Regions from separate parts of the Sus scrofa genome. Here region 1 is linked to region 2. A link is a contact called in public Hi-C data. All regions are on one chromosome and are shown on one strand. Each heading gives the region's core, a stretch centred on a gene start, on an enhancer-like site or on the middle of the called end of the contact. The rest is flanking DNA. Distances are from core to core; before and after follow the strand shown.

What was found. A called contact is a pair of places that touch in the nucleus more often than the background predicts.
Region 1: a contact with region 2 is called in a Hi-C map of retroperitoneal adipose tissue, with 3 times the contacts expected there. The contact joins two enhancer-like sites. A contact is called at or near these places in 12 of 47 Hi-C or Micro-C datasets (alveolar macrophages, embryonic fibroblasts, fetal heart ventricle and 8 more) and 2 of 2 datasets of contacts at active chromatin or transcription factors (alveolar macrophages and skeletal muscle).

The regions. Positions count from the first base shown.
Region 1 is chr1:270,336,873-270,339,608 of Sscrofa11.1, reverse strand. No RefSeq gene overlaps it. Among named protein-coding and RNA genes, the nearest start is that of HMCN2, 26 kb to the left of the region's middle. Within about 2 kb of position 1,343, at least 47 of the 83 cell types and tissues checked have an H3K27ac peak or open chromatin away from gene starts, as enhancers often do. A contact at or near this core is called in retroperitoneal adipose tissue, where this site is marked.
Region 2 is chr1:270,032,959-270,035,658 of Sscrofa11.1, reverse strand. It overlaps USP20 (ubiquitin carboxyl-terminal hydrolase 20), which reads right to left. Exons shown (of 27, transcript XM_021070139.1): 23 at 2,610-2,700; 24 at 1,346-1,448; 25 at 328-399. Among named protein-coding and RNA genes, the nearest start is that of USP20, 39 kb to the right of the region's middle. Within about 2 kb of position 1,393, at least 3 of the 83 cell types and tissues checked have an H3K27ac peak or open chromatin away from gene starts, as enhancers often do. A contact at or near this core is called in retroperitoneal adipose tissue, where this site is marked.

The sequences.
Region 1 (2,736 bases), core at 94-2,593, 300 kb before region 2:
TCAGTGCAGCAGCTTGGGCCCCTGATGTGCGTGGGTTCAATCCCCGGCCCAGGAACTTCCACGTTCTGTGGGCTCTGCCAAAAAAAAGAAGAAAGAAAGAAAGAAAAAAGAAAAGAGGAGTTCCCGTTGTGGCTCAGCGGTAGTGGACCTGTCTAGTATCTGTGAGGATATGAGAGAGGATCCCTGGCCTCTCTCAGTGGGTTAAGGATCTGTCATTGCCGTGAACTGACGTGTAGGTTGCAGACATGGCTCAGATCTGGCGTTGCTGTGGCTGTGGCGTAGGCTAGCAGGTGCAGCTCTGATTCAGCCCCTAGCCTGGGAACTGCTATATGCCGCAGGTGCGGCCCTAAAAAGACAAAAAAAGAAAAAAGAAAAAAAGAAAAGAAAGAAAACAGCCAGCACTGAGTTAGTTGGTCTGAGGCCTTTGGATACATGACATATTGAGCCTTCAGCACCCTCAAAAATTAAAGTGGACCCCTCCACAATATGATAGAGACTTCTTCCCCCCGCCTCTGGGGCAGCCAACAGTCCAGTGACCAAAAGGGGCCCCCTTGGTCAGGTGGCAATTCTCCACTCTTCCTCCCTGGTCTCTAAACAAAGCTCTTTCACGCTTCATCACATTTGTTACCTCTAAGATCTGCTTATGTTGACAGTTTTCTCTCAGGTCTCTGGGGAAACAGCCCAATTTCTGAAATATGAGTTTGGAGAAACTGTGGGGAGTTCTGCCTGTGCCACCATGCCCCCATCTTGAAGCCCCTGGTGAGGTCCTTCTGGCGCCCAGTGTGCGGCCAGCCTGCAGGGTGCTGGGCTCTGCCTAGCCCTCACGTCCTCGTCCTTCGGCAAAAGAAAGCCCTCCCTCCAGGCATCCTTCCCACTGGGACCCTCAGCCCCCTGAGCCCATGGAGGAGTGGACATGGGGGAAAGATGAAAAAGGAAGAGGGGGAAGGAACGACCTGGGAGAGAAGAGGTCACAAGGGGAGCGCCTTGCACTGCATGGTTTTTTACTAAATCCCTCTGGCAGTGGTGCCAGTGTAGATGCAAACATGTGTAAGCGGCATCCACTCATTTAAAATGACCCAGTGGATCACTCAGTGTATTAAGCTGAGTTCAAATGTGGCCGAGACCCCAGAGGACTTAATCATCTTAGAGCTGTGTTTCCCTCCCTCCTAACAATCCCAGTGCAAATGGTCCAGGGCTGGTGCGGCCGCTTCACGGCGTCACAGAAACAGCCAGGAAAGTGGTTTCGGAATCGGAGGTCCAGCCAGCAGGAAGGGGGAAGAGAAAGGGAAGTTGGGTTCATTGCTCTCATCCCATTGGTGAGAAGCAAGTCACGTGGCCACCCCCAGCTACAAGGGATGCTGGGAAATGTAGTCCTTTCTTCCACAAGCAGCCCTGGGCACCACTGTAGCAGGGTTAAGGTATACGCGAACAAGCAGAAGGCACCATCCTACCTATGCAAGCTCACCTTTTCCTAAACTTGGGACCTTCCCAGCCTCTTCCCAGCCAGGGAACTAGGGGCTACAAAGTTTCTGACCCTGGAGGTGAGCCAGGCGCTGTCACAGAGGGACATGCCCCAGTGGCTGGGCCGGCTGCAGTGGACCCCCCCAGAAAGGTGGCAGGGAGGGGGTGGCCACATCAGGACAGGGGTCTGCATTGCATTCCTCACCCTCCCGCCCACTGCCCACTTGTCTTTTTCTTCTCTTCTCCATGCTTGGTGATGCCCTGAGCTGGGATCCAGGGAGTAAGATTTAGGGAGATGCTGTCTATCATGCAGACGTGCATTTGGGGTTTGCAGAGGGCAGGAGGGATAGGCTCACAGTGGGAAAAAGTGGGGAGGGGGTTCACCCATGCTGTCACAGAGAACAGCAGCCAGTCTGAGCCAGCCTGGTAAATTGGTTGGCCCAGATGCGAAGGAAGTGGCCAGGGCTATGCCTCCTCTGGGCTTCCACCCAGTGATCTGCCCAAGGTAGCCTGAGTCAGGGGGAGGTCAGTGCAGACTGCAACCTGATCCAGAGCAAGGGACGACGACCCATCACGTGCCCACAACATCGGGGTCTCCAAACCTCGTCCCCATAGACACCTCTCAAGCCTGCCTGGAAAAGACCAGAGCCACCACCAGGGACAGCTAGCACCCACTGAGGGCTCCCCATCCTCAGGACACACTGCCCCAGACACCTTCACCTTTGAGCTGGATCCTGGGCTTCCCAGCGCTTTGGCTTTGAATGCTTCAGAGGCATCGTGGCATCTGAGCACGTGTGCATGTAAATTACCTCCAGTCTCCACCTCAATGACAGTCCCTTAGTATTTGAAACACCCTAGTCAGGCATCTGCTCTCCATTAACCTTTTCAATATGCATTGTAATTAAAATCTACACCACAGAGTTTATTCATTAGCCAAAGGATGTTAGGAATCATTTTTCATAAGAGAAGTGTGTGATGGAGAGAAATCGTTGCCAGAAAGATTCCAGGGAACGGAACATCTTTGTACCACCAAGGAAGACAGCCCACAGCCTGAGGTTTTCAGAGCTGTGCTCTGGGGCCCCTGGGGTCCCTGGGGTGCTGGGTCCCCCCACTCTCTGAACAGGCAAGTCTTTTGTACCTTTGCACCTTCTTGCTAGTAAATATTTGAACATTTAGCAGAATTTGACCTAAGATTTGCTTTTGTTGTAATGTTGTCTGGGGGGGGCTGTGGCATCATTGCCTGTCTCTAACTGGGGTCCACATTTTTACCAGAAA
Region 2 (2,700 bases), core at 144-2,643:
CCCCCGGCTTCAGTGCGCAGCTGTGGATGGCATCCTGGGATTTTCCAGGGGAACGTCCACTCTCTGAGGACCCCAGAGGGCACAACGAGAGTGGCCCCTGGTTTCCCAGGGGGTGGGATTCACACCAAAAGGGCAGGTGGGTGAGGGGCAGAATGGGGGTGGTGGTGCTGGAGGATCCCCAGAGGCCAAGCACCTTGGCCCATCTGCTCAAGCCCTGGCCTGGTCTCCGATGCATGAAGCCCGACTCAGACAGGTGACAAGGAGGCTCCTGGAAGGCCCTGGAAGCCAGGGGGGAAGAGGGGAGCCCGGGGGGCTTGGGAGGCTCACCCTGCTTCAGCTGGATGTGGCCGCTGCCTTTGACCTGGGCGATCCTGCTGTTGTCAATGGGCCCGGGGGGCTCTGGAACAGACGCAGCCTGGCTCAGGGCCTCTGGGCCTCAGCAGCAGCGGGAAGAAGCCCCAGTCCCAGCCCCGCCATGGCCCGCCACCCCCCAACAGACGAGAGCCATTCTCCAGGTGTGATTCTGACACCTGTGATCCCAGAGATGCCTGTGTCCTGGGCCCGAGGGGTCAGGGTCAAGTTCTCGCAGGGTGAGGGGCTCGGGGCTCCAAAGGCTCACCTACTCAAGTCTGACAGCCAGAAGGGACTCGGGGCATCCCTGGACCCAGCAGGGGCCCCTAGCATGGTGAGGTGGGGGGATGTCCAGTGCCGGGTGACCTTGACCTAATCTGATGTCAACAGTCACCTGCTGAGCGCCCTTCCCGTGCACCCCACTAGCTCTTGAAAGCCTCGACAACTGCGGGAGGCGACACAGCTGAGGGAACTGCCGGGCAGGGCTGGCACAAGCCAGAGCCAGGGTCCAGGGGGCTGTGACTCTAGAGCTGGGTTCTCCAGGCGCTTCCCTTCCCGGAGCACTGGTGGTGCTTATGCTCCGAAAGATGAACATCCACCGCCCAGAACCTCCAGGCTCTGCGGACTCCGCCAGGCCCCAAACCCTGCTCCGGCAGCCGGGGGTGGGACTCGGGGGCAGTGAGGGGGGCCGTGTGCAGGGCGGGGCTTGGGTTCTGCTGTTCCCTTCCGAGGACCACGGGGGACTCGGGAGTGGCCCTGTGATGGGGCTGTTTCCACCCCTGTAATCAAGGGGCCAGAGGACGCAGGGTCCAAGTCCTTTGCTAAGAGTCTGAAGCCGTCTATCAACTAAAGGCTGTTATTTGTGCAACAGAATCCCCAGGGAAAGGGCTTGGCAGGAGGGAAGAGCAGCCGCTCCCCGGCCCCGCAGGGAGCGGGGACGCTCCCCGCACCGGCAGCCCCAAGTCCCCCCTGGTGCGGCCCCTGCTTGACTCACCGTTGTCCTTCCCCTTGACAAAGGCCTCCCACTCCCGGAACCACTGCATGCTGATGCAGTAGATGACGCTGGGCGACTCCTCGGCCTGGAACGCCTTGTTCAGCTGGACGGGGCGGAGGGCAGGGGCGGCGTGAAGGCCCCGAACCCCGCCAGTCCTCATCAGACTCACAGAACCCGAGATCCTCAACAGCAAATTCAGACGTGCCAGACAAGCTCACAGAAAGTAAATATCTCCCACAATCCCACCACTCAGACAGCTGCCCCTAACATTTTGGGGACTCTCTTGTCAGTGACTTTTTTTTTTTTCCCCTTTTTAGGGCCGCACCTGCAGCATATGGAGGTTCCCAGGCTAGGGGTTGAATTGGAGCTACAGCTGCTGGCCTACGCCACAGCCACAGCCACAGCCATTCGGGATCCCTACACCACAGCTCATGGCAACACCGGCTCCTTAACCCACCAAGCGAGGCCAGGAACCAAACCTGCATCCTCATGGATCCTAGTCAGGTTCGTTATTGCTGAGCCACAACTTTTTAAAAACGCAATTGAGATCACGGGGCAGATGCTATTCCCCCCACCCCCGCCCATTGAATAGAACCCTCTGGCTCACTCGTTCACTAGTTTGATCCCCTGGCTCACTCGTTAACTAATTTGACGCATCATTTTTGAACAGCCACAAAGCAGAGTGTCTTTTATCCAACCCTCTATGGTTGAATGACGGAGGGTCCCTAAGCCCCTGTTCTTTCTTTTTTTAAAATGAAGCATGGCGACATCAGTTTATTTTTATTTATTTATATTTGATTGTTATTGGAGTTCCCATCGTGGCTCAGTGGTTAACGAATCCGACTAGGAACCATGAGGTTGAGGGTTCGATCCCTGGCCTCGCTCAGTGGTTAAGGATCTGGCGTTGCTGTGGCTGTGGCGTAGGTCAGCAGTTACAGCTCTGATTAGACCCCTAGCCCGGGAACCTCCATATGCCGCAGGTGTGGCCCTGAAAATACAAAAGACAAAAAGAAAAAGTAAAAAAAAAAATAAATAAAGGTTCATTCAGCCCCAAATGGCCGCACCTACGCCTTTAATAGCTGTTCAACAGTCCCCCAAGCAGAGGGATCGACTTCCTCAGCCCAACTCCTGCCAGTGAACACCTTCCAGGTGTGGCCAGGGTACCGGCTCCCCAGCCCGCCCCGCCCCGCCTGCCCCAGCCCCGCCCCCCCCCCCCCCCCCCCCCCCCCCCCCCCCCGCCCCGCCCCAGCCCCGCCCCGCGCACCTTGATGAAGGTGTCAATCTCGATCCGCCTGCGCTTGGCCAGCGCCTCGATCTCCACCTGGCAGATGGAGCACACGTACAGGTGGTTCACG